Regions from separate parts of the Mus musculus genome. Here all the other regions are linked to region 3. Evidence: chromatin contacts called from public HiChIP or PLAC-seq data. All regions are on one chromosome and are shown on one strand. The core of a region is the stretch at or near the end of the contact, and the rest is flanking DNA. Distances in the headings are between cores, read along the strand shown.

The links. HiChIP or PLAC-seq counts read pairs in DNA pulled down with a chosen protein or histone mark.
Region 1: a FOXA1 HiChIP or PLAC-seq map of pancreatic cancer cells shows a contact between it and region 3. The contact joins two enhancer-like sites. A contact is called at or near these places in 1 of 484 Hi-C or Micro-C datasets (rod photoreceptor) and 1 of 115 datasets of contacts at active chromatin or transcription factors (pancreatic cancer cells).
Region 2: an HNF4G HiChIP or PLAC-seq map of pancreatic cancer cells shows a contact between it and region 3. The contact joins two enhancer-like sites. A contact is called at or near these places in 1 of 115 datasets of contacts at active chromatin or transcription factors (pancreatic cancer cells) and 1 of 9 other capture datasets (embryonic stem cells).

The regions. Positions count from the first base shown.
Region 1 is chr9:62,363,736-62,366,435 of GRCm38.p6, forward strand. The region is part of intron 1 of Anp32a (acidic (leucine-rich) nuclear phosphoprotein 32 family, member A); the gene reads left to right. Among named protein-coding and RNA genes, the nearest start is that of Gm40522, 16 kb to the right of the region's middle. Within about 2 kb of position 1,291, at least 82 of the 459 cell types and tissues checked have an H3K27ac peak or open chromatin away from gene starts, as enhancers often do. A contact at or near this core is called in pancreatic cancer cells and rod photoreceptor, where this site is marked.
Region 2 is chr9:63,673,544-63,676,243 of GRCm38.p6, forward strand. All of the region lies in intron 1 of Smad3 (SMAD family member 3), which reads right to left. Among named protein-coding and RNA genes, the nearest start is that of Gm51710, 57 kb to the right of the region's middle. Within about 2 kb of position 1,293, at least 76 of the 459 cell types and tissues checked have an H3K27ac peak or open chromatin away from gene starts, as enhancers often do. A contact at or near this core is called in pancreatic cancer cells, where this site is marked.
Region 3 is chr9:63,073,639-63,076,338 of GRCm38.p6, forward strand. No RefSeq gene overlaps it. Among named protein-coding and RNA genes, the nearest start is that of Gm35658, 18 kb to the right of the region's middle. Within about 2 kb of position 1,448, at least 72 of the 459 cell types and tissues checked have an H3K27ac peak or open chromatin away from gene starts, as enhancers often do. A contact at or near this core is called in pancreatic cancer cells and rod photoreceptor, where this site is marked.

The DNA.
Region 1 (2,700 bases), core at 41-2,540, 710 kb before region 3:
GTGGGGAGGAGCCAGGGACAAGAGCGAGTCGCAGGGCTGGCGGGCTGGTGCAGTCTCAGCCTGCCCTGCCAGCTGGACCTATGAGCCAGCCTGATCTTCCTCGGCCCGCCCTCCTGCCTCTAAGTAATGAGGATGGCATCACCGTTGCCCGCGCCACGTGCTCCCCCGCCGCCTGCCTGCAGAGCTGCTTTGTACGTAGCAGCAAAAATCCGAGGCCCGGAGAGGCTTTCAATTCTCGGGGAGGGTTTTGTTTGTTTTTAAAGCGAAGAAGGCTCTTGCCCCTGGCTAAGACTACGGAAGATCCTGAGAGGCGTTGAAACCCCCAAGCCCTGGCAGCCACAAGGCTGCAGGAACTTGGGAGGATGGTGGATGGGCCGTGGGTTCTCTTACTTTTGGGGATGGCGGTGGGGGGCAGATTCTGACCTAGGACAGGAGGCGTGTTGTGGCAGAAAAGAAAAATTAAAATTAATCACCCGGGCCAGAGTTCTCTGCCCAGCCGCCCATCTTCCGCCCCCCCCCCCCCCCCCCGTCCTCTGCCGAACATCAATCTCTCTGGCCCACTTCACCCCATACTGTGGGCCACATTTTAAAAATTGAAGTAATAAGAGGGCTGGAGAGATGGCTCAGCAGTTAAGAGCACTTGGGGCACGTGCAGAGGACTTGGATTCTGTTCTCTGGACTCAGATCCGGCCCCTCACAGCCCCCTGTAATTCCTCCAAGAGATTGCCCTCTGCAGGCTCCCCTACACAAGTGGCATTCTCTCACAGAGACACATAAATGAAACTTTTAAGTTTTTTTTTTTTAAATCTATAGATGGGATTCTATGTGTAGTGTTTATTTTCACCAAGTGTGCCTACAGGCAAACAGTTTGTGTGTGCTCTGAGTAAAGTAGGTTTTGTTTGTTTGCTTGCTTTTTGTTTTATTTGTATTAATGTGGCTGTGTAATTAATGCGTATGCATGTGCCTGGGGAGACTAGAGAGAGTGCAGAATCAATCCACTCCCCTCCCCAGCTGGAGCTACAGGCAATTGTGAGCCTCTGACCCTGGTGCTGGGTACCAAACTCAGTCAAGAGCTGCAAGTGGCTTGCCTGCTGAGCCATCTCTCCAGCTCCTAAAATGTATCCCTTTCAGTGGGTTATGATCAGAAAACACTGACCTCTGTTCAGTAAGATCTCGGTAACTTTCAAAACATCCAGCCTTTCCCCCCAGAGCTGTGTCCCTTCCCACACAGGTCGGTAAGTAGATTTTACCGTTAAAACAAACGCAAGTGTCCGTTTATTAGCTCTGCCTCAAACCTCAGTGACTCACACAGCGTGGCCTTCTAGCTAGGAATGGGATCTGCAGCAGGGGGTGGCCCATTTAAAAGCTGACCTAGTTAAAATCCAGGAGCACCAAAAAACACTGGGTCAATCTGATTTGAGTCTTCTGTTCGAAGCCTGGAACCTGGAACCTAAATTGGTCAGGGACTGACAAGGTTGAAACCAAACCACATATATTTATCCAATTCTTGTTCAGTAAAGGAAGCGCAAATCATGTCTGGAGGTTGGGGGTAGAAAACCAGGCAAAGCAAGATGTAGAGGTTGAACCCAGAGGGTTTGTTTTAAATGCTCTCCACGGCTCCAGAGCAGGGTGGGAGGCTTGGGGTGTTGGGCTCAGAGCCTGTGGCAGGAAGGCATGGAGGACTGGGCCTGGTTAGGAGCCTTCATTCCCTGCTACCATCTTCAGTGTGGACACCATCAGTAGAGCCAGTGGTAAAGGGGATGGTGGGTAGCTTTTTTTTCTTCAAGCTGGCAAAATTCTAGGCTAGACTTCTTATTGTGTAATCCGGCCCTGGGTCGTTGGCACTAGAATTCTGAGAGGAAACTGGAAGCCCAGAGAGGTGAGAAGGGCGAGAGACCAGTGGTTCCCCACTCTTCTTAACTGATTGCAACCATACAATTTTTTGTTGCTACTTCATAACTGTAACTTTGCTATAGTCACAATGTAAATATCTGTGTTTTCTGCTGGTCTTAGGCAGACCCCTGTGAAAGAGTTGTTTAACCCCAGAGAGGTGGAGACCTACAGGTTAGGAACAGCTGGGCTAGAGAGAGGAACTTGGACTAGAGCCAGGTCTGTTTGGCTAGAGTCCGCCTTCTGCCCATCCTGAGTTGCCATAGAAGTTCTGAAAAAGTAAGGGGCGGCTCTTAAAGTGTCCTTTCCCCCTGGGTCATTATTTTTTTTAGAAGGCCTGTCGTAGACCCAAGATGTCCATTCTAATCAGAGCCAGCGCCACAGCCATGTGACCTACACACATAGTTGGCTGTCACTGTCTTAGAATTCTATGTGAGGCTTTGTTTTGTGTTTTGTTTTGAGATGAGTTTCACATAGCCCAGGCTGGTCTCAAACTCAGTGTATAACTGGGGATGGTATTGAACTTGTCATCCATCTTCTACCAAGTTTATGTAGTATTGGAAAAATCAAACAAGAGACTAGTACAGGCTAGGAAAGCATATGCTATCTACCAGGTAAATTTCCAGCAAGGGGCCCACCATCTCATTTTGCACTGGGCTATAGTTACATAGCCATTCCTGATCAAGACAGCGCCTCTCTCTTCCCGGTCTCCGGGTACCTCTTATCTCCCCTCGTGGCCTTTCAGGGCTGTTTACCAGCCAGCTGTGGATTTCCAGCCTGCCACCAGCTCTCTCTCTCTCTCTCTCTCTC
Region 2 (2,700 bases), core at 43-2,542, 600 kb after region 3:
AACAGAACATAGAAACTCCAGAAATACCTCAGGACCTAGTCAGCGTGAACATGTACCAGGTCCACTGCCATGTGAGAAAGCAACATAGCCTTGACCCACTGCTAACTGCCTAGCTCAGACCTTCAGAGGCTCCCCAAAGGCCACAGAGCTTCTGAAAAGCAGAGGCAGACTCCCAAGCCCAGACCAGCACTGAAAACGGGTGGAGGTAGGACATCAGGGCTGAAGGGAGCCTTTTGTTTCCACGTGCTCCATCAGCACCTCTTCTGAACCCCGGCCACATCTCTGAAACCCGGGCCATGAAGTGAGGAAATCTGAAGGACGAGCTTGCTCTCCTTCCCCTCGCTCCCCACCCCTCACTACTGGCCTCTGGCCTCTCCCTGAGACGAGCTCTCTTTTCAGTTATCCTGTGGAGTACTAACAGCAACAGTGAAGGAGACTGAGGCTCAAGTCTTCTAAAGACCTTACCCCACCAGATGCTCGCAGCCAACCATTGGACTAAACACAGGGGTCCCCAATGGAGGAGTTGGAGAAGGGACTGAAGGAGCTTAGAGGGTTTGCAGCCCTATGGAGGGGGCAACAGTGCCAACAGGCCAGAGGCCCGAGAGCTCACAGGGACTGGACCACCAACCAAAGAATACATGGGGAGGGACCCATGGCTCCAGCCACATATGTAGCACAGGATGGCCTTGTTGGACATCAGTGGGAGGAGAGGCCCTTGGGCCTGAGGGTCTTTGATGCCCCATTGTAGGGGAATACCAGGGCAGGAAGACAGGAGTGGGTGGGTGGGTGGGTGAGCACTCTCATAGAGGCAGGAGGAGGAGGAGGGATGGGTTTCCACAGGGGAGACCTGGAAAGGGGGAAACATTTGAAATGTAAATAAAGAAAATATCAAAAAAAAAAAAAAAAAAAGACCCTACCCCACCTGTGAGCATCACTCACATCCACTCATGGCAAGAGGCAAGGCTGAGATGCAGCCACTAGACAGCACCGGCCGCAAGGACTGTCTTGTCCCTTGACTGCTCCTAGACAATGGGACATCAGCAGAATCGCTGTGTTCTTCCTCCTTTTCCCCTGCACCTCAGCGAGCACCAGGAAGTACCAGGCAGCTGCTGCCCCATGGCCCATTGGGGGGTGGGCACGGCTTGTTACTCAGCACTAGCCGACTAATACACTGACTCCGTCATTAGTCTTCTTAGTCGACTTGCAAGCGCCCATTCCATCTTCTTGTGAGAGGCTGACAAACTTCCCTCCGGCTGCCTGAGTTCACAGAAAGCCTGTGTGACTCACTCCTACACCCTGCCCTGATCTCAGCTGCATGACCCGAGCAGGCTGTAGTCATTTCACAAGGCCTTATCTTTAGTGTGTGGAGAATGTCTTTCCTCTGGGCCTTCGGGATTCATCTACAAGCAGCATGAACTTACCCCCAAACGCTCCTGTTTAGTTTTTCAAGTTGTCAGAGTAGGATACTCATCCCACAGCCAAATCTCTGCTCCTACATAACCGTGGCTTTCTCGCCACAGTTTCTCCCAACACCTGGGAGCCTCTGGTGTAAAACAGAGAGGTTCTTGCCTAACTTGGGTTTGTCGATGAAAACCACGCCCAGCCACACACTTTCCTAAGTCACACCTGTATCAGCAGAAGCACACATTCATCTGAACAATGTAATCCCCCATCACACCTCTGGCCTTCACTGCTCTGCAGAAATCATTACATTTTCCTTTTTTTCTTTTTTCTTTCTTTTTTTTTTTTTTAATTTGGATTATATGTGGGTTTTATTTTTGTCCTTTTTTTTTTTCCTGGTCCAAAGGGCAAAGCTAACCCAGAAAAACAGGGAGAAAACAAAACAACAACAACAACAAACATCGTGGTGGCTTTAACGGTCCCTTGCATTAGTCTTGAGTGGCTTTGGAGCCATAGGCAATTGATGTAGGACCTCTCCTTCTATGGCTCTTGAAGTACTCATATCAAAAATTTTCCTTCTGTGCAAAGGACTGCCCAAAAAAATCCTAGAACCCAGCCTTGCCCCCTTATGGAGAGATATGGAGAGATGGACCACACAGTGTGGCCGTCAGGGTGTCCTGAGGGCAGACTCTGAGTATGGCCTCTCTGGATCAGGAAGAGACAGGGGGACAGTGTGGTGAGAGATCTGGGTGTCGTTACTTTCTGTGCCTTGTAAGTAAGACATTAAGCAGCCCCCAGGCCTTCCCTCTTAGATATCAGAGGCACCTTCTTCACTGGAAAATCTAGACATGAGGAGCACCAGAGGGGTCTGCTTCTCCACTCCCCAGGGAGCCCTGGGCTAAGGGCACGCCTATGGTTAGGCACAGGTGGGAGGGGACACAAACTCCAGAGCAGACACTGTCCCAGAATACAAGGACCCTGGGTATGCTGAGTGGGGGCACTATTCTTGTTTTCAAGTGAAAACTCGATATGGTGTTAGGTCACATCCGATGTGATCAACAACACAGAGAAGCAGGGCTTGCTGTCCAGCCTGGGTGCTACACAACAAACTCTATTTTCTATAACTGCCAAATAGGCTGTTTGAATCCACAGATGACCTCCTTTGGCTCAGATATAAGTGTCTTTGTCCCCTCTCTCTTCCCTGTAAGAAGGAGCAGGATGAATTTTGGACAGGACGTAGGGAAGGGATGAGGGAAGGGCAGGAGGAGCAGAAGAGGAAGAGGAAGAGGAAGAGGAAGA
Region 3 (2,700 bases), core at 198-2,697:
TAAGCACCTTGTAAAAATCGGGCTTTGTGACACCCACCTAAAACCGTAGAGGCAGGGGTTCAGGAGTTCAAGGTCACCCTTAGCTATGTGGCAAGTTTGAAGCTAGCCTGGGCTATGTTAAACCCTGTCTCAAAAATTAAATAATTTTTAAAAGTTTTAAATGCACACCCCAAGAGCTAAGGATGTTAGCAGTGGAAGTTTCCTTTCAGGTGGTGTCTGCTTCCACATCCTTCACCGTTTTATGAATCCTTTACAAGGGATGTGTATTTCTTAAGTAATTAAAAACACTAAAGAAAGAAAAAGGTTAAATTAAATTTAAATGATAAACAACAATTCCAATATACTCAGAGAATTTAACATGCCCTGTAGAACTAATTTTATCTTGAAAATATGAAGAGATTAGATACATAAAACAGAGAACTTAAATTATTAAAACAAAACCAAACAAACAAAACCCAGCCTGGGAGGAATCGCTGCTCTCCCACTGTGAGGCAGGAAGGAAGTTGAACCCAGCCAAAGCTGAGGCCCCAGGTGGCCCAAATGAATGACCCACGGATCCTTGAGGCAGTTTGAAGATAAATCTAAAACACATTCTCTCTGGAGAGCAACAGGATTAGATGCATAGAGGGATCTGACACTTTGAAATTCCCACTGCTCCCCCTGCAGAAGAAAGAATCAGACCTGGACCCATGAGCCATGTATTAATGTGAAGTTTCTCTCTGGTGCTTGCTGCTTCCCGGCTTGATGGTCTCCTCCCGGTAGCTAACCTCAGTCACCTCAGCCGACTTTTACATAATCTAGTGCCCTCCTGATCTTTTCATTTCTGCTTTCTACCTAAATCTCCTTTGTCTGAAGACCTCCCGATGTCAGTCATCCACACTCTAGCATAAATAAGTCTCCGCCACACACTTCCTGCCTTTTGCTTTGCTTGTTGGGCTGAGTTCTAAGTGAGTAACTGAGGTGTCACCCAGCGGCTGCTAACTGGTGGAGAGGGCTGGGATGTGGAAGAAGGCTCTTTCCTGGACTTCTGCAAAGCTGTCCCTCTGTGTGTGTGACATTAAAGTCGGTGTCCCAGGGTTCTATAAAGTAATCGGTTGGACTAGTGACTTTGAGGTGGCCCCGATTCTCAGAAATTTGTGCCCGAGGTCCTTAGGTTTGAGGCGGAGAAACTGGGGGAGACTTGAGGACCAGTATTGGGTTTGCAGCTTCTAAAACAAGAGAAGGAAGAGATGCATCCCACATGCTGCTGCTCACCGCCTCGCCCCACCTTCCTCCTGACCTGTGTCTCTAGAGAGAAGATCAAACAAAGAGGTTGTCCAGGGTGGTGGAATGTGATGTTTGGTTAAAGTCCCAGGCTGGCTATGATTATAGTCGCAGTGGCTGGGGAGACGCCCTGGGGAATGTGGTGGGAGGGGTTCCAGTCCCTGAGAACGTGTGCTTAGGAGCACACACACTCACACCCACATGTGCACATGAGCTGTTAACTCGGGCCTCAAGACCCACTGCTACCCCAGAGACACCTTTCTTGAGTGGTTTTCAGGAATGTGTGCTTTCGCCTAGGAAGACTGAAAAACTCCGTGAAGTAGGAGCCCACAAGTAGACCTTCTTCCCATCAGAGGAACATAGGATAAAAAGGAAAGTTAAACAAACAAATCAGCAGTAAGGTAGCTGACCCAACTCCTCCCTGTAAAGACAATAGGATCCTCAGCTCTGTGCCCCAAAGGCCTCTTCTATGTCTCATCCCACAGGCCTGATCCCAGGCTCAGATCAGAGCATCCGGTGCCTAGCAACAAGAAGGCATCTGGCCCAAGGGCCTGCACGTACACACTCTTATCGGCTTTAGGCCACACAGGACGCCCAGGAAGGCTAGAGGCAGGCTAGTGACATTCTTTCCACCAAAGGGACGTCAATAGGAGTCATCACCAACAGACTTCAAGCCAGGAATCAAGGGTTTTAGGTGATCCTAGCCTGCTCTGGGCTCCCAGGCTGGGGTTTAGTCTGGTGAGCTGCTAGTGGAATACTTTGAATGAGTTGGTCATGAGAGCAAGTGTCACTGAGCATGGTTTTGGCCAGGGCTGGGATGCCAGTGATCTGCAGCACCTCTGCCCTCAGCTTCTCTGTGATCAGTGACATTCCCCAGAATTCTTGGTCAAATGTAAGAGGTGGGGCAGCTGCTGTTCCTGTTTGTAAAGACACTGGGACACAGCTGGTTTGGGACTCAGAGTTTATGCTCTATCTGCCATGTGCCTTATCTGTCCTCCCCTCTGTGCTGAGTAGGAGCAGAGCCATTTTCCCAACCCAGTCCTCTCCTCCCTCCCTCCCTCCCTCCCTCCCTTCCTTCCCTCCCTCCCTCCCTCCCTCCTTTCTTCCTTCCTTCCCGCTATGATTTTAGATAGGGTCTCAGTATCTCACACTGTCTTCAAGCTCCAAGGATCACCTTGAACTTCTGATCCTCTTGTCGTTACCTCCCAAGGGCTGAGATCACAGGTGTGTGCCACCTTGCTCAGTTTATGCAGTACTGGAGATAGAACCAGGGCTTTGTGTGTGCCAGGCAAGCCCTCTACCATCTGAGTCACAAACCCAGTCTGAGCTCTACTCTTGTGTTGGCCACTTCATTGCTGTGACAAACGCCTGAGAGAAATGAGAGGAAAGCCTTTCGATACTCAGCTGTTGATTCCAGTCTTGTGAGTGAGGTAGGAT